Regions from separate parts of the Mus musculus genome. Here regions 1, 2 and 3 are each linked to region 4. Evidence: chromatin contacts called from public ChIA-PET, HiChIP or PLAC-seq and Micro-C data. All regions are on one chromosome and are shown on one strand. The core of a region is the stretch at or near the end of the contact, and the rest is flanking DNA. Distances in the headings are between cores, read along the strand shown.

Region 1 (6,898 bases), core at 2,004-4,503, 280 kb before region 4:
GCTAAAACTACTATAACCAAGCAATTGTCAGTGCGTTCCTAGGCTGTGACAAAGTTTATTCTAGCCCCCTCGCCCACCCACCATTTCAAGTTTTATTTTTGTTTATCATCTGAATGTGGTTTTTGATATGCATATATGTATCTGTGTTTGTGCATGTATGCACATGTGTATGGAGATCTAAGATTGATTTCTGGTGTCTTCTTCAACTTCTCTTTATCTTATATACTGAAGTAGAGCCTGCAATGAACCTGGGGCTTGCCAGCTGACTTCAGGGATTCCCTGTCTCTACCTCTGGCAGGCTACAGTTATGGAGGGGGCAGGTATCATACCCATCCAGACTAGATTTAAAAATGATATGTATATGTACATGCATATGTAAATGTATATGGAGAGGGAGAGAGAAAGAGCAAGTGTGTGTGTGTATGTGTGCGTGTGCGCCTGAGCACGCACACCACAGTTCACCTGTTGAGGTCAGAGAAAAATCTGTAGGAATCAGCTCTCTTCTTCTACCATATGAGTCCCAGAGATGAGACTCAGGCAATCAAACTCATCAGCAACCACCTTCACCTGCGGAGTCATCGCATAAGACCCCACCTAGCATTTACTTGATTCCAGAAATCCCAACTTCAGTTCTCACGCTTTCCAGCACTTTACAGCCATCTATGTCCCTGGCCCTTTGTTCTGCTCTTTGAGGTTATAAGTAAACTCTTACTATGAACAGATGAAATCATTATTCCCTACATCCTAAATCCGAAGATAAAATATCTTAAAAACAGAAGATTATCTTTAAGAATTACTTTAGTGATGGATGCTGGCAGAGGGCTGAGAGGGGGCAAATGGGCTCACCTTCTTTACATCCCGCACCAGCAGATGAAGGGTGTTTGGTGGGCCCAGTCTCTGAAAGGGAAGCATCAGCCACAGTAAGCACACTTGGCTCGTCAACTCTTGAGCAAAATCTTGCCCCACTGAAATGTGGAGCCTGTAGTGTACTCCTGGCTCAGTTCCTTTATAAGACAACTGGCTGTGGTTACCCCACTCAAACGTGTGTGAAATACTTTGAATACTTTCGGTGTTCTTGTAGTGTGAAATACCTGCATGTTTTACACCATTTCTGCCACTGAAGGTCAGACTGGGGAAGGAGTTATAAATTTCTAAAACTTGAATTGTTCTAGTGGAGGCAAAGTAAATTGCATCCTACCACTTCCTGTTCTGAGACAGCACCGCTCCTGACTGCTAACCCTTGTTCTCAGTGTAGCCCCTGGACACTCGAGGATCCCAAGCAACAACTGAGTAACAACCCCGGTGACTGTTCAGTTGGCTGATGCCTTAGGGTATGACGTCCTCTTGCTTCACAAGCATACCGTGTAGATGCAGGCTTACTGTCTGGCTGATTTTAGACTTTTCCCTGTTGGCACGAGCACCACACAGGCCTTCTAGATAAACAGAATCGGAACCCTTTCCCCAGGCTAGTGATGTACAGTCCCATGAGCTGCAGCTCCTGGTAAGCCCCATGCCCCAGGGAGATGCCTGATGCTTCAGTGGTCTATGTTACTAAGTCGTGATGTTCAGTGGGCTGGGACCATCAAGTACATTGTCATCTTAGGATACTTTAGAGATGGCTTTATAAAGATGTGAGCCCACTGCACAGCGAGGATCATCTGTCCACTGCAGCTGGAAGGACTGGCTGTCTGGTATGGCATAGTTGCTAAGAATATGATGAATGCACACTGTCCAGGAGCAAGTGAGAAGGAGATGACTCTCACTACATATGTGTCTTCTGGCTGAAGCTGCCCCAGTCTATACTCTGCCCCCCACTTTTGGGGGGAATAATATGCATCAATGATGAGCATATTCGCGGTGCTAGCTCGCCTCCACCCTTCCTCCCGGGATGCTCACGGTGTTGTATAGCTCCTCCAGCCTCGGGATGGTGAGGAAATGCTGCATGTTCACTCCGTTTTCAATCAGGAGCTTTACAAAGTCCACCCGATCTAGGACAAGAGCATCCAGCATGGCTTGCTCCAGGGCATTCACCTGCAGGAAATCCAGAAGGGAGACCATGAGTGGCCTCCCAGAAGACTCCAGGCATGAGACCTTAGGACATCCCATGGAAAGTTCCGGAATGTTTTGATATTTTGTTTGTTTGCTTTGTGCACGTGCGTGCATGCATGTGTGTGTTGGGGGCATGTTTTGTTAACCTGGTGCTGGAAATTGAGCCCATGGCCTCACATATGACTGTCAAGAGCTGCACTAAGGGCCTGCACGACAGTCTGTGGTTCCCAAGGTTGTTTCCTTTGAATAACCATGCCTTAACCTTCTCCCCTCTGCTTTCAGTTTGGTCCCCTCATGCTCTGTCAAAGTTTGTAAGGGATTCTATCTTTTAAAAATGAGTCAAAGAGCCAGGCGTGGTGGCGCACACCTTTAATCCCAGCACTTGGGAGGCAGAGGCAGGCGAATTTCTGAGTTTGAGGCCAACATGGTCTACAGAGTGAGTTCCAGGACAGCCAGGGCTACACAGAGAAACCCTGTCTCGAAAAACAAAACAAAACAAAACAAAACAAAACAAAACAAAACAAAACGACAACAACAAAAAGAGTCAAAGAGGCCATGGAGTTGGCTCAGAAGTTACAAGCACTTCTTGTGCTTGAGGAGGACCCAGGTTCAATTCTCAGGGCTAACATGTTAGTTCACAACCTCCCTGCTAACTCCCATCCCAGGGGACCCAGTGCCTTTTTTTGACTTCTGTAGGGATTAGGTGTATGTACATGGTGGTGCACATACACATATGCAGGCAAAATACTTACACATGTAAAATAGTAAAAATGAATCTAAACAAATTTCTAATGAATTAAAGATAGCCATCCCAGCGTTTGCCCTGCTAAGTTTCTCTCTGCTGTTTCCTTGACTGGGGAGCATTTTTGGCAGTGGTCAGACCATGTGGGCATGTCATAGTCCACTAGGGTGCCGTTGGGTGAGTGATGACCACACGCTCCTATTTATGGAACCAAGGTACCACTCTGAAAGGAAGTTCTGGTCATTTACTCAGTAGTAGCTCTCTCTGCTTGGCAGACATGCAGACATTTGGGGCAGGAAAATATGGGAAACAAACCACATATTTAGAATTCATGCCACAAAACCCTTTTGAAGTGGTAGTGTAGAAAGGAGTGATAGGTGGTTAGCAGTAGCTAGCCTCCGGCTTGGGAGGCTGGAGCCATCATGCATGTTTTCCAGGTCTCCCTCTGCAGTGGCAAGCATATGCCACAGGGACAACCACTCCTCCTTACGAAACAGCTGTGACCACCGACGGCTACATTGAAGTGAACACACTATTGCCATGAAGTATTGACATTAACCCATCTGTCCCCCATCCCGGCAGGGATGAAGCAAAGGTAACAAGGGAGTCTCTTCCGGAGAACTTGGGGAATGCCAGTCCAGAACTCTGAAGACACACGGGCAAGGACACGAGCACGTGAGCACACACCCAGTTGAGCAGCTCAAGCTTCCGGGGGTCCGTCTCTTCCTCCACTTCCTCTTTCACTTTGCCTTTCTTCTTGCCTTTTCCTTTTCCTCTCCCCTTGGTGGTGGCTGTGGGTGGCTTCTTTTCCTTCTCTGTGGCTTTGGTGTCCACAGGAGGGGCCAGGCTTCCCAGTGGCTGCAATCCACAACAAGCATATTGGGAAAAGGTACCAAGACCACCCCCCACTCATTTTAAGATATGCACAGGGACACCCTGAACTCTATGTGCATGTGTGCATACACACACACACACACACACACACACACACACACACACGAATAGTACAGATGCACGTACACATTGTAAGGTACACATTCCTATTCCTGCAAACAATGCCTCAGTGTGCACGTGGTGAAGTTATGCATCCATGGTTAATGCTATGAACATATACATAAGTATTCACACATGCACACACCCAAGACACATATGCACCAGCACACACAGGCATACACACATGTACACACACAGTCAACTGTGGCCTGGCAGTCTGATGAAGAAGATCTTGATACTGTGAACCACTGTTCCTGATGGGCACAAAGAGTTAGTTGGCCTAATATGTATATTTGAAGCAAATAACATATTGATTGATGGGTATATTTTAAGGAAAGGATGCTGAAACACAAACTAAAAGGTACCAGAGGTGTGCTGATAGTCCTCTAATGATGGGAGAATGTGACTGTGAATGGGTCAGAGGCAAAAGATATAATGCAAGTTGCTATTTCGGGAGAAATGTGAGCTAGAGATTATTATGGCTAAAACAGCTCTGGCAGGTACCTTAGAGCTGTGTAATGTGGTGGTGGATGGAGGCTTCAGGAGCCCATAGAGTATAGTGATAGATGGAGACTTCAGGGACATATGCATGTGGTGATGGATGGAGGCTTCAGGGGCACATGCATGTGATGATGGATGGAGACTTCAGGGACACATGCATGTGGTGATGGATGGAGACTTCAGGGACACATGCATGTGGTGATGAATGGAGACTTCAAGGGCACATGCATGTGGTGATGGATAGAAGGAGGTTTCAGGAACACATGCATGTGGTGATGGATAGAGGCTTCAGGGACACATGTGGTGATGGATGGAGACTTCAAGGACACATGCATTTGGTGATGGATAGAGGGAGGCTTCAGGAGCACATGCATGTGGTGATGGAGGGAGGGAGGCTTCAGGAGCCTTGAGGACACTTACAGTGTGGTGATGAACTGGAAGTTTCAAGGGCTCAATGTAGTACAGTGACAGACGGAAGGCCTCAAGGACTGAGGGTGCTCACTCAGTGGAATAGGAGGGAGAAAGAAGTGGGCCTGATCCCCTGGTAAGTGTGGGATGAGGGGCCTGTCATGGTAACACAGCCAGTGTCAGAACCACTGGACCCTCTGCTGACAGCCTCTCCCTACTGCCTTCCTCCCATCAGGCTCTGCTGGTGGGTTGTCCACGACACACTCCCTCCTCTTCTTCCTCTGCTTGCTTTGATGCATCTTTCTGCTTATCTAATGCTCTGGCGTTGATCACCAGCGACAATACTGATGCCCACATCAAGGGCATCACCCAGCTCCCTTCATGTCACATCCTTAGGTCATCTGACTCAATAGCCGCATCTTCCCTTAGGCATCTCTCCCAGGTTCCTGGGCACCACAAGCTCCAGGTTTTCTTTTCTGTGTGGTCAGTGCTTCTCAATGCCAAGGCTGGGCTCTGCCCTTAGCCTGCTTCACTTTCATTTTGTTCTCTCCATCAGCAGCCTCACTGATGCTCACACCACCCACCGCTCTCACCCATGCTCACACCACGGGTCTTTATTTACTGATGAGCAATCTTCCCTGCCCAGTTTCAGCCCACTCTCCTTCCCAGAGTTCCTCTGGTGAACTTGGCATATGCGTGTCTCAGAGACTCCTTACTTCTGTATCAGTCAGCTTTCTGCTGTTACAGTGAAATACCAGGAGCTTGATACTGCATATCGAGCCTAGAGTTTTGGGGGCTGAGACTCCAAGTAACATGGGGCCAGCTCTACCCTGGACCTCTTTGCTGTATCACAAACATGGGGAAAGGCGTAGGAACAGCTACAGCCTGGAAAAAATGACAGAGAGAGAGAGAGAGAGAGAGAGAGAGAAGGGAAGGGAAGGGAAGGGAAGGGAAGGGAAGGGAAGGGAAGGGAAGGGAAGGGAAGGGAAGGGAAGGGAAGGGAAGGGAAGGGAAGGGAAGGGAAGGGAAGGGAAGGGAAGGGAAGGGAAGGGAAGGGAAGGGAAGGGAAGAGTGATAATGTTGATACTGCCAGAAGAGTAAAGGCAGCCTATAGCACAGTGGCTCTCATCCTTCCTAGTGCTGCACCCTTTTAACATAGCTCCTCATATTGTGGTGACCCCCCAGGCCATAAAATTATTTTGTTGCTACTTCATGAGTGTAATTTTGCTACTGCCATGGATCAGAATGTAAATATCTGCTATGCAGGATGTCTGATACATGACCTCCAAAGAGGTCATGATCCACAGGCAGAGAACCGCTGCTATAGGACAAGGGAATATATGGCAAGTCAGAAATATGAAAAGGGATTATCAGACTGTATACAGAACTCCTAAAACTCAACAACAAAACACCCAATTCAAAAATAAGCAAAACACTTGAATAGCTGTTTCTCCAAAGAATTTCACAAGTGGACGGCACAGATGCTTACCAGCATGAAGTAAACACAAATAAAAGCCAGCTGAGATGCCATCCTAACCCACTGGGATGGCTGTTATGGTAAAACAGCAATATAAAACAACAGAAAATAACACACGTTTCTGAGAAGGCAGAATGTTTACACTCTGGGTGCAGATGTAAAATTATGAAAGTGTTATGGAAAAGATCTTGGTAGCTGCCAAAAATTTAGACACAGAATTATCACTTAATTATGAGTTATGACAGAAGTCCACCTCTGGATATATTCCCAAAGGAATTTATGGCAAGACTCAAATGGACACTTGCACACCCACATCCATAGTGATGCTACTCATGACGGCTAGGATTCATTGATGGCTGGATGGAGAAGCAGTGTGGACACACACAGGGTAGGGCTTCCCCCCCCTCCCCCTCCCCCTCCCTCTCATTTCAAGACAGGGTCTCTCACTGTGTAACCCTACAGGCCTGGAACTCACTTTGTAGAACAGACTAGTCTCAAACTCATAGTGTTCCATCTGCTTCTGTCTTCCACCTGCTGGGATTTAAGGTGTACACCAGCCACCACAGGATAACAGGATAGCAGATACTTACTGTTGCATTAAAAACAAAAATGCCTTCTGTGAACCCTGGCATTCAGTCCCGGATTGTATTTGCAGGACTCAGAAACACATATCCTGGCTTTCAGCCTTCCCCTGAGTCACCCTGTTCTCGCTTTGTATTCCAACCATA
Region 2 (6,902 bases), core at 2,995-5,494, 390 kb before region 4:
TGGACCAAGTGTGCAAATACATGAGTCTATGGGAAACGCTCACTTTCAAACTTCAACACTGTGCCAATGGTCCCATAGGTTCCTGGCCAGCTCAATGCAAAATGCATTTTGTTCAGCTCCCTTAGTCCCTTTATCTTACAGCTCTAACATTATTTGAAAGGTTAAAGCCCAGTCTCTTTTGAGGCTCAAAGTAAACTTTTATTGGTGAGCCCCTATAAAATTAAACAGTAAGTTACCTCCAACATAGACTAATATAGAGTAAACATTCCCACTCAAAAGGCAGGGATGGAGCAAAGGAAAAAAAACACAAACACAAACAAGAAAAACAACAACAAAAAGACAAGAAGAAAAGGCTGTACCAAAGCATGGCTGAAACCTTGCCTGGCACTTGGAACATGTGACAGATCACATGTTCTCAGATGGGCTTCTGTAGCCCAGCCTCCAGCTCCAGTGCCTTTGACACACACGGCCTCTCTTGGGTCAGTTCCATTCAATGCCTGCAGCTTGTTGGCATCTCCAGTATCTTGGGGAACCCACTACAACTTAGGTATCACCTTCACAGCTTCAGGTATGGCACGCCTAGGTGTCCACACAGGAAAGCCATCCCTGTTACATGGTTTTATTGAAATTGGTGCAAACCCCCATCTAACAGCCCATTCCTTCCCACTGTTGCACTTTGCTTGCCTACAAAACCATGACCATGTGGACAATAACAGGTTCACTGACAGCTCACGGTGTTGCTTGAATCCCTTGGACCACAGTTGCAGATTGAGTATTTTGGTGCTAGTACTGAGTACCTTGCCAATGAACCTAGGCAAGCACTTTCCTGGCTGCTGTATGCCAGCCAGGTACTCTGAAATGTTTTTCCAAACAAAATAGCCCATCTCTTGTGCGCTCTGTCTTATTCAAGGCTTAGGACCCGAGTATAGCACTGCTAGACTGTCTGACACACAGGAATGGCTGCTAGTCCTTGTTGCCCTTTGAAGCCCTGAACATGGCCTTCACTCTCCATGTTTCCACACTCTTGTCTTTCCCACTCACACCAGAATGGCCCATCAGTTGTCTAGAGAGTTCTAGGGCTGTCATATTGAACCTCCAAGTGCTTCAACATCCCTACAGCACCAGCTCTGAGGCCTAAAACTGTAGTCAGGTAATGCCAACCAGTGGCTCCACTGATTGCTATCAAATTTCCCTTTCTTAATTTTCCCATTGCTATGACAAATACCTGACTAGAAGGCAACCTACAGGTGACTGATTTGGGTTGGTGGTTTGAAGGAATAAAATGCATTATGGTACGGAAGATGCCACCCGGTGGCTGGCTCTTCAGTACAAGCTGGGCAGTGGTTTATCCCATGGACCAGGGGGTAGTCAGGTTAAAAACCCCAAGGCCCACCCTAGTGACTCACCTATCAAGTGAGGATCTACCTCATAAAGGTTCCATTATAAATTAAAAAAAACAACCTGTTGTTCAGGGACGGAGTTCAAACATATAAACCTAAAAGGGCCATTTTTATATTCATGCTGTAACAAAGGGTTATGCCATCCATAATTGTTGTATTGGGATCAGTACTTATGTCCAGTAATGTTGGCTTTGTATAACTCCGGAATCTGATGCATGCATGTTTATAACTGTTAAATGTTTTTATTAATCGTTCATTTCGTGAAGTCTCATAACTAATTTTGGAGTCTGCTGTGTTGGGTGTGAGCATGGCTCGTTCTGCTTCCTTACTGACTCGATTTGCTTGAAGTATCCTTTTCTATCCTTCTACTGCCTGTGAGGTATATTTACTGCAGCTGGTAAATACTCGGGTCTTGGTTTTTAATCTAACACTCTGACAGTTTGCGTCTTTCAGTTAGAGACTTGAAATGTTAAAACGCTAGAGTTACTATTCATAAATATGAACTGGCTCCTGTCATTTGTTATAACTCTGGATTCAGTCTTATCTGCTTATCAAACCCTCTAGTGAGACATATTGTTTCCTGGTTGTTTTCTCGTCCTCCTCAGTGTCTAGGATTCCTTTCTGTGCCCTTTGCTGAGACTCCTTAATGGATTTTAATTAACTTAGTTAATTAAGCTTATGATGAAAGGTCTTTATTTCTCTTTTGATTATGAAGCATAACTTTGCTGGTATCAATAACCTGGGTTTATAGTTTTGTTTGTTTGGGGGGGGGGGGTATTTGAGTTTCTGCTTAGAAATCCGCTGCTATTACAATAGGCTGCAACCTTCAAGAGTCTTTTTTATTTTCCTATACGCTTACTATTAGAAACTACCTTACTGTGGGGCTAGGGAGATGATCCAGTGATTAAAAGCATTTGCTGCATTTGCTGGTCGGTTTCTGTCAGCCTGGGACAAGAGAACCTCAATTCAGAAACTGCCTCCATTGGACTGGCCCGTGGGTGTCTGTGGAGCATCTTGAAATTAACTGTCATTATAGGAGAGCTCAGCCCACTGTGGACATCCCACCCCTAGGCCAGTCCTATCCCATCCTGTGTTATATAGAAAACAGCTGAGCAAACCATGGGAAGCAAGCCAATAGGCAACATTCCTCCATACTTTTTACCTTGACTTCTCTCAGTGACCAACCGTCCTCTAGAAGTATAAGGGGAAATAGACCCTTTCCTCCCCAAATTGCTTTTGTTTATGGTATTTATCACAGAAACAGAGAAGCAAACACCATTCTAGTAGAGGACCCACATTTAATGCCCTGTACCAATGTCAGGTGATTTCACAGGGACCTCTAACTCCAGTTCTAGGAGAGTCTAGTTCTAATGCCCTTTCTTGGCTGCCACAGGCACTGCATGTGTGCGCGCGCGCGCGCGCGCACACACACACACACACACACACACACACACACACACACACACACTTTAAAGCTGTATTGTGATAGCTGGGGATACTTTTTTAGTCATAAGTGCTTGAGATTCTAAAATCCCCAGTATCTGGATGTCCATCTCCCAACTTGGGAGGTTTTCTGCTATTATTTTACTCAGTAGTCTCTGGCTCATATCTCTTTTCATTCTTCTATGTCCATGACTCTTAAGTTGTTTTGTTTGTTTGGTTGGTTAGTTGGTCTTTTAAGACTGGGGTTTCAAGACAGGGTTTCTCTGTGTAGCCCTGGCTATTCTGGAACTCACTCTGTAGACCAGGCTGGCCTTGAACTCAGAGATATCTGCCTCTGTCTCTATGGCATGCACCACCATGTCCAGCTTTTAAACTGTTTGGTTGTTTTAAATTATATTCCAAAAATACTGCATGTACTATGCCTGCTTTTAAAAACTTACTGTTTGAATGTTTCAGTTCATTCCTCTATTACAATTTCACATCCTGGTAATCTGTTTTCACTTGATGCTTGATATTGGCGAGGCTTCCAACAAAGTTTATTCAATTTATTGTTTCATTTTTCTAAAATTCAATATTTTTGGAGACACTTGAATTCCTCTTTCACATCCTGAGTTGTCTTTGTTGCTGTTGTTACATCTAGCTGTTCATCTGTACTCTCTTCCAATACATTCTGGTCTTCAACCCTCTCCTTGATTCCACTGATCATCCGTATAATCATTCTTTTGAAGTCATTATCATCCGCTCAGTTACTGTGGACTTACACAGTGGATGGCCCTGCTGCTCTGCTTTCTCCTGTTTCCTGTGCTTCTACATAGGACTGAGTGGGACACTGGCCATGTGTTCTTTCAGCTGAAATACTCACCATGGTGCAGACACACTAGGTTTGACTTTCTGACAACTGGGCTGCAGTGCAGCTTGGTAGCCACTCGACCATGTGTTTAAGGTGCAGGGATGAGGGAACAAACTGCAACACACCCTACAGGCAACTGGCTTGAAGAGAAGTTGTTGGCTCTATTCTCTAAGATGCAGAGGATAGGGGGTCATCTTTGTATCTACGGTAATCTTCTACATCAATGTGGATTCTAATCTATTAGTTAGGCTTTAATAAAGCTACAATGTGTTAAATCAATACTGAAAAATTAAAGAGGCCCTTGTCATTTTCACAATGGTAAAAATTTATCTCATACATATTTGAAAGGTGCTAGTTTGGGGGTCTATGAAATGGCTCAGTGTAACTGCACTTACCACATGAACATGAAGACTTGATTTTGACCCCAAAAATCTCATGAAGAATGAGAACTGAGTTCTTAAAGTTGTCCTCCGACCTCTACAGGCATGTCCTGGCATGCCCTAATTGTCAGATTATAGGTGCTTCCACTAGGCTCCTCCCAGGGCTTACAACACCAACCACCACCACCAGGTGGCAGGCTTCCCATAAAGGGATTGCCAGGCACTCCAGCCCCCAATCTCTCTGTACCCAGTTTTTCTCTCTCCCCTCCCCTCTTTCTGTCCTCTGTGCCCCATCCTCTTCTCTACCCTTATGGCTCTGCTCTCATCTGTCTGCCTCTACCCCTTCTCTAGGTCCTCACTCCCCCTTCCTTCTCCCAATAGTGTAATTCCTCAGGGCATACCTTAGCATGGGCCCAACATATCTCCTTGCCACACTATATTTCATAACACTAATCATCACACATACACACACACACAAATAAACAAACTTTTGAAAAGTGCTAGGAAAGCAACAGGACTAGTTACCTCTTTCTCTGACCTCTTCAAGTGGTTGCATCTGTCTAGGAACTGATAGCCCGCCATGACCCACTCCTTCTGTATCAGACTCTGAAATCCAGTAATTGTCCTGAAGTATGGATCCATCATCACTTGAATGAGAGAAGCCACCAGACAACTCAAGTCTCTGCCTTCCTCCTCTGTCAATAAAATGGAAAGAAAATGAAGACCAAGAGAAATCCTGAATGTAAGTTAGGTAATTCAACATTCTATACTTTAAATTGCCTTCAAAATAGTCTATGTAAGAAAATTTAGTGGATTCCAGCAGCTCTCAAATATAATAAACTTATTTTTTACAAGTCATGTTCTATATTTATTGGAAATCTATATGAACCAAGAGAAGTATCAGAGCAAGTCATCAGTAAGTAAAAACTAAACACAATATTTATGCTAATTCACTCCACCACACTGAAGATGCCATTCCACCCTGATGCACTGACCGTGGGGCTCAGTAGCAAATGCACTCTCATATGTCACTATTGGCAGATAACAGCAGTTCACTGCACACATTTTTTCTTGTTTATTCTTCTCTCATGTAATATATCCCAACCAGTTTTCCCTCCGTTCTCCTGTCCTGGCCACCCCTCCTTCGTTCATCCACTCTTCCTTTCCTTTAGAAAAGAGCATGCCTCCCAGGGATATCCACCAAACATTTCATATCAAGTTGCAAGAAGATGAGGCATCTCTCCTCACACGAAGGCTGGACGAGGCCACCCAGTAGGAGGGAAAGGGTCCAACGGCAGGCAGAGCAGTGCTCACATCTTTTACTTCTCATAGTTTAGGGTAGAATGTATTTCTAGGATGCATTCTGCTCTTGTTTTGTCAAGGATAGTAAATAAAACACCGTCTTCTACTGGGCAGTGGGGGTGCATGTCTTTAATCCCAGCTCTCAAGAGGCAGAGGCAGGTGGATTCCTATGAGTTTGAGGCCAGTCTGTTCTACAAAGCGGTTCCAGGACAGCCAGGGTTATACAGAGAAACAAACAAACAAAAGAAGACAACCCACACACTGTCTCTCCAGAGAGAACGTCCTTCACGTGCCAATGACTCAGAAGTGAATGATGGCGCGGAACTGTCTCCATCACGTGAAAAGGTAGTAAGCACTTCCTTCCTGCCCTTTACAGCTAGTTTCCGTTTCTCCACAGATCTTTGTTTTTTGAGACAAGGTGTCAGTGTAATCCATACAGGCCTCAGATTTGCAATAAAGCCAAGGGTGGCAATGAACCTTCTATATCTATGTCTCTAGTGCTAATATCACAGTTGTGCATCTTGTCATGCAGCTATTGTCCTTTTAAATGAGTTTAGAATTACCTTCACATCAAAACCAGGTAAAATGATGAGAAAACTATCAACTGACAGCCTTTGCAAATACAAATGTAATACTCATTAATAAAATATTAATAAGACAAATTACTATGAAAAATCCAGGAATTTTTCCCCAGAAAGCAAAATTGCTTTAGCATTTGACAAAAAAATAGTATAATTATAAAATAAAATGTAATAATATTATCTAGAGGCAAACTACCATCTGATATACTTCTATATTTATTCTTAATTTAAAAAAAAAAAAACTCCTAGCAAACTAGGAATTAAAGGAAAGCATATCAGAGGCTTCTCCCAACCCCTACAACTAATACCCCATGCATAATGGTTGAAGACTGAATGCTTTCCCCCTGAAATCAGAAATGAAACAAATATGTCTCCATCAATACTTCTACAGCATGCTGTACAAGAGGCTGAGTCAGAACAATTAGACAAAGGAAAGGAAATAAAAGGCAAAAGTATCAAAGAGATTTAAAAACTGTACTTGTCATTAGTTGTAATCCCTGTATGTTAAAGATCAAGGATGGGGAAGAGAGGGATGGCCCAGCGAGTAAAGTGCTTGCCATGCATGGAGGAGGACTTGCATCAGACCCACAGCACCCACATAAAAAGCTGAGTAAGCACCTATGAGCCCAGTGCTGGGTGGATCCCTGGAGCTCACTGGCTAACCAGGCTAACCAAATATATGAGCTCCAGGTTCAATGAAGGGCACTGTCAAAAAAGGAGGCGGAGAGTGATGGACAATGACATTTAATGTTGATCTCTGGCCTCTACACACATGAACATGCACATAACATACCACACATATACCAGAAAAAATGTTTGAGTTCAGAAAATAACTACCAAAATAAAAGAGTAAGCTCACAAGAACTCTCTCTCTAAAATAATGAGTATAGAATAAACCTGAAACTGCAGTTAAGAAAACACTGTAATCACAGAAACATAAGAATAC
Region 3 (7,135 bases), core at 1,642-4,141, 300 kb before region 4:
GAGGACACACATGAATGCTGAGTGCTCCGGGTGCTAAGCTGGTATAAATGCCATTTCCTCCCTTTTATGTGGTGCTATGAATTGAACCATATGTGCTAGGCAGGTACTGAGCTGCATTGCCGGTGCTAAACTACTATAACTCCCAATTTAAACAAAACCACTTTTCTATGTATATGGGTGCTTTGCCTATAAGTCTGTCTGCACCACACACATGTAGTGCCAATGGAAGGTGTCAGATCACTTGGGTCTGGAGTTGCTGATAGTTGTGGGCCAACATGAGGCTGCTTGGTTTCAAATGAACTCAGAGTCTCTGGAAGCCAATGCCCTTAACCATTTAGCCATCTCTCTAGATCCTGTAATCCTTAATTTTGAACACCTCTGAGTATAAGAGTCCTTACTGGAATTAACTAAATCATATGTCCTGTAGCTCAAACCCACTGGCTCTATTAAGTTAATAATTATTATTCTATTATCCCATGAGTTGATTGTTATATAACTTAGAAGATGGCTTTTTATTCTGGGACTAGTCCTAACACAATCCATTTTAGTAGTCAGGAATAACTTACTGGTTTGTGAGCAGTCTCACATTCTGTGACCTGTTTTGAAATAAATGTCATCATGGATTTTTCTCATACTAATCACCCAAAGAACATAGCCACCCCAGGATGGAGCCTGTGAACCAAAGACTGTTGGGTTACAGGTAGGGGCCAGCCTTAGGTCTCACTGTCACTGACTTCTGCCAAAGGCTAGGGAGTTATCAATCTGAATTTTACTATGAGAGCTTTCTAAAATGGATGCAACTTCTTAAAACATGAAATCCAGATTCTGATGTGAATCATTTCTGTGATGGTTCTAGCTTCCAAGATGCAGAACAAGTATATAGAGATACAACTGTTGCCGAATTAATTTTTAAATTTAAAATTATTTTATCTTATGTGTATGTGTGCTTTGCCTGCATGTATGTCTATGTAATGTGTATATAGTGCACTCAGAAGCGAGAAGATGGTGTTTGATTCCTGGTACTGGAATTACAGATGGTTGTTAGCCACCATGTGGATGCTGGGAATAGATCCCAGGTCTTCTGGAAGAACAGCCAGTGTTCTTAATCACTCCCCAGCTACCTGCTACTGAACTCTGACTACTTCTAAGAACTTAGGCTCTCTTATGTCCTGGGACTGCAAAGCAGATTCTTAGAAAAGCAAAGGACATTTTCTTTTCTCTTACTATTGAAATATAATCAGTATCGAATCAGAACAAATTTGATAAATGTAGTTATCACACTAAGTTTAAATATGACATGGAAGAAAGAAGATGCCATGTATCAAGTCCCTGGTGCACAGTAAGAGATAAATGTCTATGTAAGGGCATGCATAGGAAATGTGCAACCCATGCCTTCCTGTTGGAGTTTATGAAGATGTCAGCATGCAGGGCAATTGCATGTGTTAAGCCAGCTGCAAAGGAAAGACTGAAACGAAATCAAAGGAAGCCACACCCTAGCTTGGTTTGGTGCTCTAATGCCAAGTTATCTGGTTACTCATGGGGAATTGTTACTAACCATCTTTCCAATCATCATCACATAGGGACCAAGATATTTGTTGACACCAAAGATGTCTAACACTCGGATGTACCAGAGGATGATATCCACACAGTAGATGACCCGACCATAGCCCATGTATGGCTGGCTCTGGAGACGAAGGATGGCCCCAACCATGAACATGGAGATGGCCACGAGGTCTGTGATGTTCCAGTACTCCTGGAGCCACACTTTGATTTTCTGGCTGAGTTTGCCTGGTTCCGACATGAGGATCTACAAGTAAACCCCAAAGAGCAGTAAGCTGAGAGGATCCTATTAGAAACCTTATCATCATTAGATTCTTGGAAAGATAAGAGTGCCAGGACAGTCAGGGCCAGGGCACTGAATTCTGCACATGAATTTTTCTGGCAGAGGGTATATCTAGAGGGGGAAATTCCACAGAATCCTCTGTGTTCTTAGATGCACGGGTTTCATAGACGCAGGAAATGCCTTCCAAATTGTCTCCTTCTGGCTGTAATTAGAGCAGCTGCCTTTTGATTCCCTTTTTAATGATCTGGACTCATGCCTGTTGGCTCACATTCCAGACCTCTACAGAAGGACAGACAACTCTAGAGTAGGGACAAGTTCTCTGTCACCACAGAAGGATGACCCACCTGGCAGAGGATGGCTGGATGGGACTGGGAAACATGGGCTTGCCAAAATTCCTTCTCAAGTTAGACATGAGAAGTCAGGGAAAGTTGAACCAGATTTTCCCCTCCTGTTTGAGATATCCTTTTTTCTGCGTCACCGCTGACTAATAGGACACTTCCACATAGAATAAAGTGGAAACTATTCAGCCAGCAGAGTCATGCATATAAAGTCATGGCAGACACAGCAGAGGCATACAGGGCACAAGGCAGCAATGCCAGGGTACCCCTTCAGCTTTGGAAATCATGGAGAGATCCTGGGATTCCAGGGCCAGTGGAGTGTTGGCTGACTATAAACTAACACAGAAGGGCTCCATGTCTCAGCAAGCCATGTGTACTGGCCGACAGCTGCCCTGTCTCTCCTGTAACTAGTCACAGGATCCAGATCTTGATGGAGGGATAGCAAGTTGGGTCAGTGGGTAAAACACTTACTTGTCATACAAGCCTGGTGACCTGAGTTTGGTTGCCTGAGACCCACGTAAAGGTAGAGAGACAAAAATGGATTCCCAAAATCGTCCTCTGACTCCTACATATGTGTCTCCTCACCTCTGCATCGTACACGTTATATAATGATAAGACAGGCCCTTTGGGAAGTCCTGGATTGTAACAGCCACAGAAATCTAATGGAACCGAGCCAGAGAAGCAATAGGAGTCATGCAAGAGGGTGGGGTAGAGAAGGAATTCCCAGCACTCTTGATTGCTCAGCTGTCATTTGACCAGTGACAGTCATCACACTTACTCTACTGGATGAGCTCAACAGTAAGTACAAAGTAACAGTAATTACGAAGCAACAGTATTGGTTCTATGTCCGTAGGGAAAAGATCGGCAATCAGTACTGTGTGGTTTTTCACTTTAAGCTCCTGTTCTGCCAGGATGAAAACTTGCTGTTTGGGAGTGAATGTAGTTAAGTTCAGACTTGTGGGTGACAGCAGAAGACCCATCCTCAGGGGTGTTTCCTCCGCTTCCTGAAGAAACTGCCTTCTTGGCTAACCCCCACTCCCCCATGTCCCGTGTAGGAGTGTGTCTGTTCTTTTTCAGCACTTCTTTTAGAAACTGGGCCCCTCTGCTTGCAGCAGCTGTTCTGGGCCCCACCCAGGTTCCCTGGAACCTCTCACCAGGTGGGCATGCCACCCATTTGGTGCAGGTGCTCCTGTTAGGCCCACACCTGCCCCATTCTGGGAGGCCTGCCCTTGGGTAATTGGAGTCACTGCTATGCTTGGTGCCGAACAACTGATATGGGTAAGCAACTCCTCTCCCTTCTTTCAGGATTTTTTTCTTTTTCTTTCAGTGGAATTACATTGTGAACAGCCTCTTTCTGAAGCCACGCCTTATTCAGCTCCTTCTCCTATGGCCTCCAGGCCTCTCTTCCATGCACGCTGTGAACAAGAGACCAACTGCGCAAGTGCACAGTGTGACCCAAAGTCCAAAGTTACAGCATAAATGCTATTCCTAGGGCTGGGGAGGAGGATCTATGGGTGAAGTGCTTCTTGGGCAAGCATGAGACCCTGAGTTCGGATGTCTGGAAGTAATGTAACATCTGGATATGGTGGTGTGTGCCTATAGCCCTAGCACTGTGATGAGGGTAGGAATGTTGCAGAGAGCGAGGGATCTAGAGACTTTCCCACCAGCCAGTCTAACTACAACAGTGAGTTTCAGGCTCATTTCAGAGACTCTGCTTCAAACCTGAAGGTAGACAAATGAAGCTAACCTAAGAGAGCATGGGCAAGTCTACCCACATGGATGGGTGCATTCACACAGACGGGCACATGCATTCTCAGGCGCATGTGCAGGCAAGGGTGTGAGTGTGCGTGTGTGGGACACACACACACATGCACACACACACACACACACACACACACATCTTTTAAAAAGTGCAATCTCATGTATCACTCCAGTTTAGCTCTCAGGTCTCAAAAGACAGCCAAAATCTGTGCCCATTTGGAACTATTGGCTCATCTCAAGTAGCTGGCAGCATTTGGTGTAGCTCGTTTACATATTCAAACCTAGTTCTATTATTATGTCATTTATTTTTCCCTGCGTTTTGAACTATGAGTTGAAACTCAGTCAGCGCGAGGGGGTGTATACATCTGAAACAAGCAAATGGAGTGACTGGAGATGGTGACGCCTCCCTGGGAGCCGTCATCTGCACACAACTCTGCATTACTAGCATCGGAAATTGAACTCAGCCATTAGGGGGTGGGACAAGACTTTTCAAGAATCACCTCTCGTATTTTCTCCAATGCAAGGCTCACAATGTAGGAGATGACAATCCATTCTTGGGGTGATGGCCATCCATCCATCCGCACCAGGATGACATAATTGAACAGCAGCAAGTAGCCCAAGTAGGAAATCTGAAGAAGGAAAAGATGGCAGGTGTGTCTCAGGGATGACATTCAGTGCTTCATCTACAAAAGGCTTCTTCCCATAGACTGACCTACTTAGAGGACATCCTTCCTGTGGGTCTATCACTGGTTCGGAAACTGGGGTAGCTTGGGGGTGTCCTACACTTTGGTGCAGTACAGGCTCTGACATAGACAGCCTATGCTCTGCCCAACTATACCTTTGTTATGAAGTTGCAAGGATCATATTTTACAAGGAACCCTTTTTGGTAGTTTGTTGGTATGTCTTTTATATTCTGCGAAAATGGCAAGGGTGACTTAGCACTCCTGTCTCACCCAACTTGCTCTTAAATTCCTGCGTTGTAGATGGACAACTGAGAAGCTAGGAGAGGCCATGTGGACGAATTCTCAGCGAAGGGTCACAGTGCTGACCTAAGAGTCCCTGCCCCCCACTCCCCAATTTCCAGTGACAGGTCTGTGATATTCTGTGGCCACAACAAATTATTGTTTTGACAAGGAAAGGGGTAGGATTGGGGTGGGGGAAGAGTTGAGGCACATGGGGAAAGAGCGCGTCTGGAGGGAGGTTCTTTGTAGCTGGCTCTCCAGAATGGCGTTTTGCCCAAACTACTCTGGGCATGACTCTGGGACTGCTCCAATCTGTTCTTGTGTCCTGTCCTGCTCTTGCAACTAGTGAGCCTCATTTTCAAAGGAGTATAGACAGACCCAAGCCTGGAAAATGACCTGCTGTTTCCAAGCACATCTGTTTGGTGAGGGCTTTGGAGAAGACAGTCTTCCGTTAACTCTGAGTGTGTTTATGATCTGGGTTCAGCCTTGCTATTGTTTCTATTGGAAATGCTCCCATTGGCCCATGTGTTAAATGCTTTGTTCCCAGCCTGTGGTGCAGCCTTTAAGAGCTGGGGCCCAGAAGGAGGTCAGTGGGGGCGGGCCTTCTGAGGCAATATTGGGATTGAGCACCTTCTGTTTACTTTCCTTTGTTCCACAGCTGTGGGAAGTGTGGTTCTGCTCTGCCACAGACTCCCAGCTATGGTGCGCCACCTTACCACAGGTCCAAGAACACCAGGACCAACTGACAGGGACTGAAACATCAGTACCATGAGCAGAAGGAACCCTGTTCTCTTTACGGGCTGATCAGTATTAAAGTGATAGAAAATATCCATGTCAAGTTAGTGGGGAAAAGGGATCTGTGACTCTGCTCTTTAATTCATTAGTCATTTTAATGTTTAAAAATGTTTAAAAACATTTTCTTACATTTATTTGAAAAATCATTCTGTCTGTGGGTGTTTTGGCTGTATGTATGTCTAAGTACCATGTGCCTGGCATCGGTGGATGCTCAGGGACTGCAGTTACAGACAGTTGTGAGTCACCATGTAGATGCTGGGAATTGAACCCAGGAACTCTAGAAGGGCAGACAGTGCTTTTAACTATTGATCCATCTATCCAGCCCCCCATTTTGTCTATCTTAAAACCAAACAAAACTTCCCTAAATTTTGATTACTAAAAGCATTTTAAAAATCCTTTCAGCATATAGAATATGGCTATTTTGCTTCAGGAAATCATGGGGGGCCTCGGATAGCCAATACCCTTACATACATAAAATATGTATGACAATGTATTGTGATCTAATTATAAAGCTCTCAGCTGGTCCTAGTTTTGATTTTAGCTCAATGAACTTTTGGACACCTTTTGAAACTTTAGAAGTTTTTCTTGATCCCATTGTAGTTCTCAGTATTCCCCACATGACCAAGGGCAATCGTCAGGGAGGGCCTTACTGTGTAAAACCAGAACTTGACAATGGGCGCATTATAGAATTCACAGATCTTTGTTCCAATGGGAATGCTCCTCTGCTTTTTGTGCTCATTCTCCTCATCCCCCTTTCTCGAGCCAGCATCTGCATTTGCATCCTGGAAAACAGCACAGTATATGGCAGGCGGGCTGCAGGTGGGAATAGGCCATCTCCAACACCTGGCAGGTGGCCTACAGGTGGGACTAGGCCATCTCCAACACCTGGCAGGTGGCCTGCAAGTGGGAATGAGCCATCTCCAACACCTGGCAGGCGGGCTGCAGGTGGGAATAGGCTATCTCCAACACCTGGCAGGCGGGCTGCAGGTGGGAATAGGCCATCTCCAACACCTGGCAGGCGGGCTGCAGGTGGAAATAGGCCATCTCCAACACCTGGCAGGTGGCCTACAGGTGGGACTAGGCCATCTCCAACACCTGGCAGGTGGCCTGCAAGTGGGATTAGGCCATCTCCAACACCTGGCAGGTGGCCTGCAGGTGGGAATGAGCCATCTCCAACACCTGGCAGGTGGCCTGCAAGTGGGAATGAGCCATCTCCAACACCTGGCAGGTGGCCTGCAAGTGGGATTAGGCCATCTCCAACACCTGGCAGGTGGCCTGCAGGTGGGATTAGGCCATTCCCAACACATGGCAGGTGGACCTTTCCAGCACAAAGTGGACTTAACAAGGGAAAACTCTCCAAGTGCCCCTGTTAGCAAGCTTTCTAAATGGTAAACCAAATCTTAACACTGAAAGTGAGAGCCACGCGACCCTCTTGG
Region 4 (6,723 bases), core at 1,417-3,916:
CCTTCCACATCCAGTGTCACCATTTGTGAACCTTGTGGGGAAACTTTCCTTCCTAGTTCAGGCTTTCATTTTCTTAGGTCTATGGGTACATTTCAGCTTTACTGGCTGCAGCTGCTTCTTCTGCTCTTGTCCATGTTCGTGTCTTACAGTTGAGGTTTCTAGCTTATATCTGAGGTTGTTTCAGAGGTTCCAAATGGAACAACTACCACCGTCACACAAAAAACTTCACCCGTCATTAGTCCTCTTATGGTTCATTTGCTCCCACTTGGTTCACTCTGATCTGTTTTGTTTCAGTTTCTCCTTTTCTTTCCAGCTAAAAGGAAACATCCCTATCTCATTTACCCATACTATTGTTATCAAGATCCTACTAGCACAGAAACATGGACCTAGAGCTATGAGATATTTACTGGAGAGTAGAGCTGTACCCCTAGGATATTTCTATCTGGGTTTGGGACAAGAAAGGCCTCAATTTTGAGACCCCAATCATTTTGTACTTGGTGAGTGAACTGGTAAGAAACCACTCAAGGTAATGCCTCTTGTATATAATATCCAAAGGAGAAAACCCTTTGGGAGACCATCAGGAAGAAAGCTTGGATGGGGTATGTCAGAAGGGTTGATTGATGCAGTTCTATCCTAGAAACCTATAATGTAGGAGTCCAGTGAATATGTATGTCCCAGGAAGGTCCACCGTGGAGGACACCACCAAAAAGTGTTTTTGTTTGTTTGTGTTTTTGTTTTGTTTTTTTGGTTTTTCGAGACAGGGTTTCTCTGTGTAGCTCTGGCTGTCCTGGAACTCCCTTTGTAGACCAGGCTGGCCTTGAACTCAGAAATCCACCTGCCTCTGCCTCCCAAGTGCTGGGATTAAAGGCGTGCGCCACCACGCCCAACCAAAAAGTATTTTATGTACTGCAGAATGCCCCTGGCTGCAGAGGGACAGAAAGACATGCATGGACTGAAAGGCAGTGTAGGGGCCAGCTCTTTCCCAATGAGATGACTGTCTGTGGCATGTGGTGGGAACAGAGGAGCAATCTGAGTCATCACTTGGTCAGGACACAGTCTCTTAAATGCCATCAACATAATCTGCCTGGAACAAAGATGACTACTTTCTGCCAAGTGGAGACCCTCCTACAAAGCCCTGATCCAGCTTCTCCACAAAACAGCAGCCCAATGGTGTGGAAATTCAGGGTGTGTGCTCACACTCGGGGTGTTCAAACGTTAACCTAAAGTTTCACAACTGAAAATTCCAAATTGTTCAGTTTCCTCAATTATCAGAAATCAAAGTCTTTTCTATTTTAGGCTCCCATTTAACTTGGGGAAGAACTTGAAATCAGAGCCATGGTTCTTAATTTTCACCAGTAGTGAGGTGACTGACCCTTCTTTAGCTCACTGGGGTCGACCAACCGGCAGTCGGGTCTCCCTGACTTGGTGGCTGACTTATTTTAAGGTATCATCCACAATGAAAAGGAGAGGCTGCTGATCCTACCCTCACAGGTCAGAGGCCAGTTGCGGCCAAAGTCTTTTGAGTGTGTTAAGATTGGTTCAAAGGCAGTTGGAAGCTACGGGTCTCTCTGATGATGGCCTAGTGTTCAGAGAGGAAAGAACATGAATGTGTGTCTAGACTTTAGAGCAAGGTGGCCTAGTTGGAAGGCCCCGGCAGGACGCAGCGGAGCATTTCCTTCAGAGGCCCAGACAGTGGATGGGTGGGGCGCCCTGGGCGGGGTCCTCGCAGCTGGTGGTGTTTGAAGCCTCCAGGACCGCGGTGGGAGAGGGGCGGCCTGGAGAAGTTGGCAGCAGGCCTGGGGCAGGAAGGGGGAGGAAGGGGCCCCGTGTTCCCTGAACAGCCGCGACCGCAGCCCCAGCACGTAGCTCACTCCCTCAGCATTGGCAGTGGTGGGTCCTGCATCAGCCAGGTTAACATAGGCTCAAGGGCAGTTCGGCCGCGCGGGGGCGGGGCGGCCCCAGTGGTGACAAGGCTCGGGCCAAGGTTGCGTAGAGAACCGGAGCTCAATAGGAGCGGGGTGAGGAGGTGGCTGGAGATGGGCAATGCAAACCCGGCCACCAGAGAACTCCGCTGCGGTGGGGTGAGGCTCGGTAATGTCCCGCCCATAGGCGAGGTCGGCCGCTTAGGTCCCATAGGGACCGATACGCCACCTTGCCCGCACTCCCGGCGGGCGGAGCGACCACAGGGTGTCTTGCTCAGTGTTGCCATCCTCGTGCCACCCACTGCTGCCTGCTCACAAAAGCTCTGGCATGGAAAGGGCCGGCGGGGTTCCCGCTGCGGGAGGCACGCGCCCCAGCCCTGCGCCGCTACACAGCGGCCCGCCACCCTCGGACGTCATGCGTCTGCGCGCCGCGCGCCCGGCTCCGATTTCCGCCCCTCCTCTTGCAGGCCCAGGGGCACGCCCACTGGCGCGCGCAGGTCCCGCGGCCAGTAGAACCCTCTCGAGGACCGGATTGGCTGCATAAAGTACTCAAGAGCCAATGGAGTTCGCGTCTACCACTGGCCACGCCCCTCCTGAGGCGCTCCAGGCTCCCCGCCCCCTTCGTGCGCGCTGCTCCCTGCGGCCGCTGCCGCCTGTAACCTGCGCCGCCAGGATGTGGCTGGGGGCTGACGTCGGGTCCAGATGTGGCCCCGGCCCCGCCCACCCCCGGGGCCGGTCCGCCCACACCGAGCCGCGGCGCGCACGGAGGCTGTCCCGCCTGCCACAATGCACGGTGGAACTGCGACCACAACTTGCAGGGGTCGTGCCTAACGTCGCCTCCGCTCGACGTCCCTAAGACAGGCCGACTCTGACGCCGCACGCGGACCCTCCTTACTGGAGCCCCCCATGCGCTCACCCTCCAGTGCCCGGCCAGGCGGACGCGGAGCCGCGCGGGTGACGGCAGAAGCGGCTACGCGCCCAGCCTAGCCCAGCCCAGCCCAGCCGGAGAAGAGGGCGCGCCGCGCCCCCGCCCCCCGCCGCTCCCGGAGGCCGTGGGTGCGGATGCGCCGCTGACGACTCCTGCGAGAGCACCGCGCGCCCTAGCCCGCAGCATGGCAGCCGCCGCCTATGTGGACCACTTTGCCGCCGAGTGCCTCGTGTCCATGTCCAGCCGCGCAGTCGTGCACGAGCCGCGGGAAGGACCTGAACCCCGGCCCGAGGGCGCGGCCGCCGCCGCCCCCACACTGCCCCGCGTTGACGAGCGCCGCGACGGCAAGGACAGCGCCTCGCTTTTCGTGGTGGCTCGGATCCTAGCGGACCTCAACCAGCAGGCGCCGGCGCCCGCCCCCGCGGAACGCAGAGAAGGGGCCGCTGCGCGCAAGGCGAGGACCCCCTGCCGCCTGCCGCCTGCGCCCCCTGCGCCGCCACCCGGCCCAGAGCCCGCCTCCCCGGGACAAGCAGGCGCGCCGGCCGCGCCCCCCAGCCCCGCGTGGAGCGAGCCGGAGGCGGCATTGGAGCAGGAGCCCGGCCCCGCGGGGAGCGGCGAGCCTGGCCTCAGACAAAGGGGTCGGCGAGGCCGGAGCCGCGCGGACCTCGAGTCCCCGCAGAGGAAGCACAAGTGCCACTACGCGGGCTGCGAGAAAGTTTACGGGAAATCTTCGCACCTCAAGGCGCACCTGAGAACTCACACAGGTCAGTGGGGCGGCGGGGACGCCGCGAACGCGCGGACTAGGGACTGCTTGGGACCGGCCACGCCCCCAGAGCTTCGGGCCCAGCGCTAGAGGGGGCCGGGGCCGAGGGCGGGGAGCCATGAGCTGAGGGCGATCGCAGCCGCGCCCCTGTCCTGGCGCTCTGGCCTCGCGTGACGCTGGCCGTGGCGCTTGGAGCCGGCGCCCTCTCGGCGACCGCGCCCCCATCGGGCACGCCCCCTCCCAGGCTCTTGGGGCGGGGCCGCGGGGGTAGATGTCGTCATCCGGGCTGCGGGCGGCGCGGGCAGGTGCGCTAGAGGTGGTTGGGGGGGGGGGCAGGCGGCGCTCCCTTTTGGGGCGTAGGTGCTCGGGGAGCTGGAGTCTCGCCACCCCTCTTCCCAGGCCTCCGGGCGGGCTCTGGCGAGGGAGGGGCCGGCTGGGGCGGGCGAAGTTCACGCGGGGACAGGGCTCCCTTCAGCCACTCGGCACATTCTTCGTTCTCTTCTTCCTGTAATTTTTCCAGGGCTCTAAGGTTTAATTTGTCGCAACCCGACCCAGCGGCGGCGCTGGCCGACGCGGGGGGCGGTCCCAGTCCTCGCTCCCTACCCCACGGCTCTTTGTGGGAGCCCCAGCCCATCCGGCCGGCGGGGGCGCGCCCGGCCGCAGGGGGCTGCGCTTGCTCTAGGAAGGCGCGCTCCGTTCACTGACCTTTCTGATCCAACTCTCACTTGCTCTTGGGCTGTGTGCAGGCAGGTGGCACCTGTACCAGGGCGGCCGGCCTGAGCCTGAAACCTGGGATGGCGTGAGGTCACTCGCCTCTCTGGTTTCCGGGGACCGCTTCGCAGCTCGACTCTTGGTAGTTGATGTCGAAGTCCGACTTCCCCCCTCCATTTTTGGTGTTAACACAAACATTTAGGGTTGGTTGGGGTTTTTTTGTTGTTGTTTTTTCCTTTTTTGAGCTCACAGAAACTCTTTCGTAACAGTTAACTCTCAAGTTCACTGCAAAAAATACTTAATTCCGTTACTTTGTTACCGGGGTCTGTTCTTTTCGTTGTTGTTGTTGCTAACAGTTAAGTGACCGACCGAGAAGCTCTAGACATGCAAGTCGTGGAGACTAGAGCTCAAGGCCCGTGTGTTCATAATGGAACGAGCCGGAGCTCTAGGCCAGGGAGGTGTCAGAACTTTCTCTATAGAGGCCGGGGGTTGGGGGGGGGGTCCTCAGCCCTTATCTGTGGTCCCTCAAACCACGTGGCAGGTGATGGGATTGAGTGAAGACTGTCATCTCCCGGCATTCGGAGTCGAAATTAATGGTCTGTGAGCCCAGAAGGTGGGTGGGGTTTGTGTAGGGTTCCCAGTTCTGCTCGGGAAAGCCGCTGCTGGGGTGGGTGTGGCCATGGGGGAGGAGCAGAGAGCTTGGTTCAGAACTTGATGGACCAAGAGTGCTGAGTTGGGGCGGGGGTGTTCGGCGAACTATCGAATTGAGAAATCTTGGTGCAGAATATTTCACCGTGGTTTCCCACTTGCAGCACCCGGTAGCCGATCTGGTGAAATGCAGAGGGCTTGCCTGAGGGGAGGGGCTGGATGTCGTGGGCGGGTTGGGTCCAAGATGTTTTTCCTTTTTGGCTCGCTCCTCCTTTCAGTCTCAGTTGGCGTTTAGAAAACGTTTGGGGGCGCTGGGGACCGCATCTTCCGTAATGGAAAGGGAGCCATTCTCTTCGGAGCGCCAGGAAACTCAGAGCAGGTAGAAAGAATAGAGTCGGCCTTCTTTTTAGTGCCAATAGTGTGCTATTCGGTTTGTTTTAAGAGTAGGTAATCGGAGCCGCTCTCCATATGTGCCGAGGGAGGGAGGCTGCACCTCTGGGGTTGTAAGGTTCCAGGCCCTCTTGAGAGCGGGGTTAGGGAGGCCTGTAGATGTCTAGGCTGCATCTTATTTGGTACCCAGGTGAGTCTGATGATGAGAGTTGCCCATTTCAGATGCCTGCTCCTGGGTGGAGTCTGGTTCTGCCTCTAATCCGGGAAGCCCTGGGAAGCCATTGCTAGACCTTGAAGCGCTTAAGTAACTCATGTTCTTAAGAGACAGGGTGTTTCTTGGGCACAGAAAGGATTCAGCAAGATGGTCCCAGGGAGTGACTTAATCTTCTCAGGACTTCCGAGTAGGCTCTGGCTCTGGGGCGGTTTGGTTTGTGGATCTTACTTAGTAGGGTACTGGCTGACTGATGCCTTGCCACATCTGCTCCACCCGAATACCCCCCTCGAGAATAATAGTGGCAGGAGTGATAATTTTCACCGCTTTAGCTAAAGGTAGCCGGCAATTTTCCCAAGCCTCGCTGTGGTTTGGTGGCTTGTGCCTGGCCACTTGGAAAGCTGGGATGTTTAGTGCCTTTCGGAAGACCAAGGGTCCCTAGCAAAGGGTTTCCTCTGGTATGGATGTCCTTTGCAAAGAGCTGCCCCTCCTGCTTAGCTACAAGGTGATGACCCCTCCCTCCCTAGTAGTCTCTTGGACCATTGCCTACATTTCTGTAGTCAGTGTTAGAGCAAATGAATAGAACAAAGAAACGCAACAACCCAGGCCACTTGTTTACTTAATTGGAACCTCTCAGCCCATATTTGGGGAGTTTGGTGACCTTACTTTTGGAGGAGCACGTTGCTTTGGAGGCTGGGGGGTTCAAGGTGGGAATATGAAAATTTTCAGAAGGTCTACTTCTTTGAGCAGCAAACTCCCCTACCCCACCCCAATCTGGATATTCCTGCATGGCCGGTAGGCCTGCGGTGGAATGGTGGTGGGTCACTCAGTTTTCAGATACCCTGAATAGATTCCTCCTCTCTCCTTATTTCCATAAAGAATTGTCTTCAAAGCTGTTTTGCTCTGCTATCCTTCTAGCACCTAGAACCGAAATATTTCCTTGACTGCTGCCTGGGTCAGGCTGCATTGTGGCTCTCAGGGCACCCTGAGGAAGGTAAGCACAGTGAGGCATAGTCTCTCCCGGCAGCCAGGAGTGAGGTTTGTGGGCGCCTGCTCTTGTTTGGGACAGGGACAGGGGCTGGGAAGTAGAATGAAGAAACCTGTAGTAGAAACCTGTGGCAGTTTCCTGCATTCATTTCTGAGGGTTAGC

Evidence for each region. A called contact is a pair of places that touch in the nucleus more often than the background predicts. ChIA-PET counts read pairs in DNA pulled down with a chosen protein or histone mark. HiChIP or PLAC-seq counts read pairs in DNA pulled down with a chosen protein or histone mark.
Region 1: a contact with region 4 is called in an RNA polymerase II ChIA-PET map of memory CD8 T cells, with 120 read pairs. The contact joins the enhancer-like site here to the promoter of Klf13 in region 4. A contact is called at or near these places in 1 of 39 promoter capture datasets (pre-B cells), 3 of 115 datasets of contacts at active chromatin or transcription factors (bone marrow-derived macrophages, memory CD8 T cells and pancreatic cancer cells) and 1 of 9 other capture datasets (pancreatic islet).
Region 2: a contact with region 4 is called in an H3K4me3 HiChIP or PLAC-seq map of bone marrow-derived macrophages, with 4 times the contacts expected there. The contact joins the enhancer-like site here to the promoter of Klf13 in region 4. A contact is called at or near these places in 8 of 39 promoter capture datasets (the 3T3-L1 cell line, 3T3-L1-derived adipocytes, the C10 cell line and 3 more), 5 of 484 Hi-C or Micro-C datasets (the HL-1 cell line, adipose-derived mesenchymal stem cells, cerebellum and 2 more), 11 of 115 datasets of contacts at active chromatin or transcription factors (DN3 thymocytes, the SCID.adh cell line, bone marrow-derived macrophages and 8 more) and 2 of 9 other capture datasets (liver and macrophages).
Region 3: a contact with region 4 is called in a Micro-C map of muscle stem cells, with 8 times the contacts expected there. The contact joins the enhancer-like site here to the promoter of Klf13 in region 4. A contact is called at or near these places in 1 of 39 promoter capture datasets (pre-B cells), 1 of 484 Hi-C or Micro-C datasets (muscle stem cells), 4 of 115 datasets of contacts at active chromatin or transcription factors (the SCID.adh cell line, bone marrow-derived macrophages, extraembryonic endoderm stem cells and 1 more) and 2 of 9 other capture datasets (adipose tissue and liver).

The regions. Positions count from the first base shown.
Region 1 is chr7:64,214,241-64,221,138 of GRCm38.p6, reverse strand. Trpm1 (transient receptor potential cation channel, subfamily M, member 1) reads right to left here. Exons shown (of 27, transcript NM_001039104.2): 11 at 3,479-3,649; 12 at 1,897-2,031; 13 at 847-897. Among named protein-coding and RNA genes, the nearest start is that of Mir211, 12 kb to the right of the region's middle. Within about 2 kb of position 3,253, at least 11 of the 459 cell types and tissues checked have an H3K27ac peak or open chromatin away from gene starts, as enhancers often do. A contact at or near this core is called in bone marrow-derived macrophages and memory CD8 T cells, where this site is marked.
Region 2 is chr7:64,324,518-64,331,419 of GRCm38.p6, reverse strand. It overlaps Mtmr10 (myotubularin related protein 10), which reads right to left. Exons shown (of 16, transcript NM_172742.2): 13 at 4,599-4,768. Among named protein-coding and RNA genes, the nearest start is that of Mtmr10, 40 kb to the right of the region's middle. Within about 2 kb of position 4,244, at least 66 of the 459 cell types and tissues checked have an H3K27ac peak or open chromatin away from gene starts, as enhancers often do. A contact at or near this core is called in the HL-1 cell line, the SCID.adh cell line, bone marrow-derived macrophages and 1 more, where this site is marked.
Region 3 is chr7:64,235,092-64,242,226 of GRCm38.p6, reverse strand. Trpm1 (transient receptor potential cation channel, subfamily M, member 1) reads right to left here. Exons shown (of 27, transcript NM_001039104.2): 19 at 6,350-6,481; 20 at 4,443-4,571; 21 at 1,556-1,807. Among named protein-coding and RNA genes, the nearest start is that of Mir6416, 11 kb to the left of the region's middle. Within about 2 kb of position 2,891, at least 44 of the 459 cell types and tissues checked have an H3K27ac peak or open chromatin away from gene starts, as enhancers often do. A contact at or near this core is called in muscle stem cells, where this site is marked.
Region 4 is chr7:63,934,858-63,941,580 of GRCm38.p6, reverse strand. It overlaps Klf13 (Kruppel-like factor 13), which reads left to right and starts at 2,666. Exons shown (of 2, transcript NM_021366.3): 1 at 2,666-3,614. The coding sequence starts at 3,035.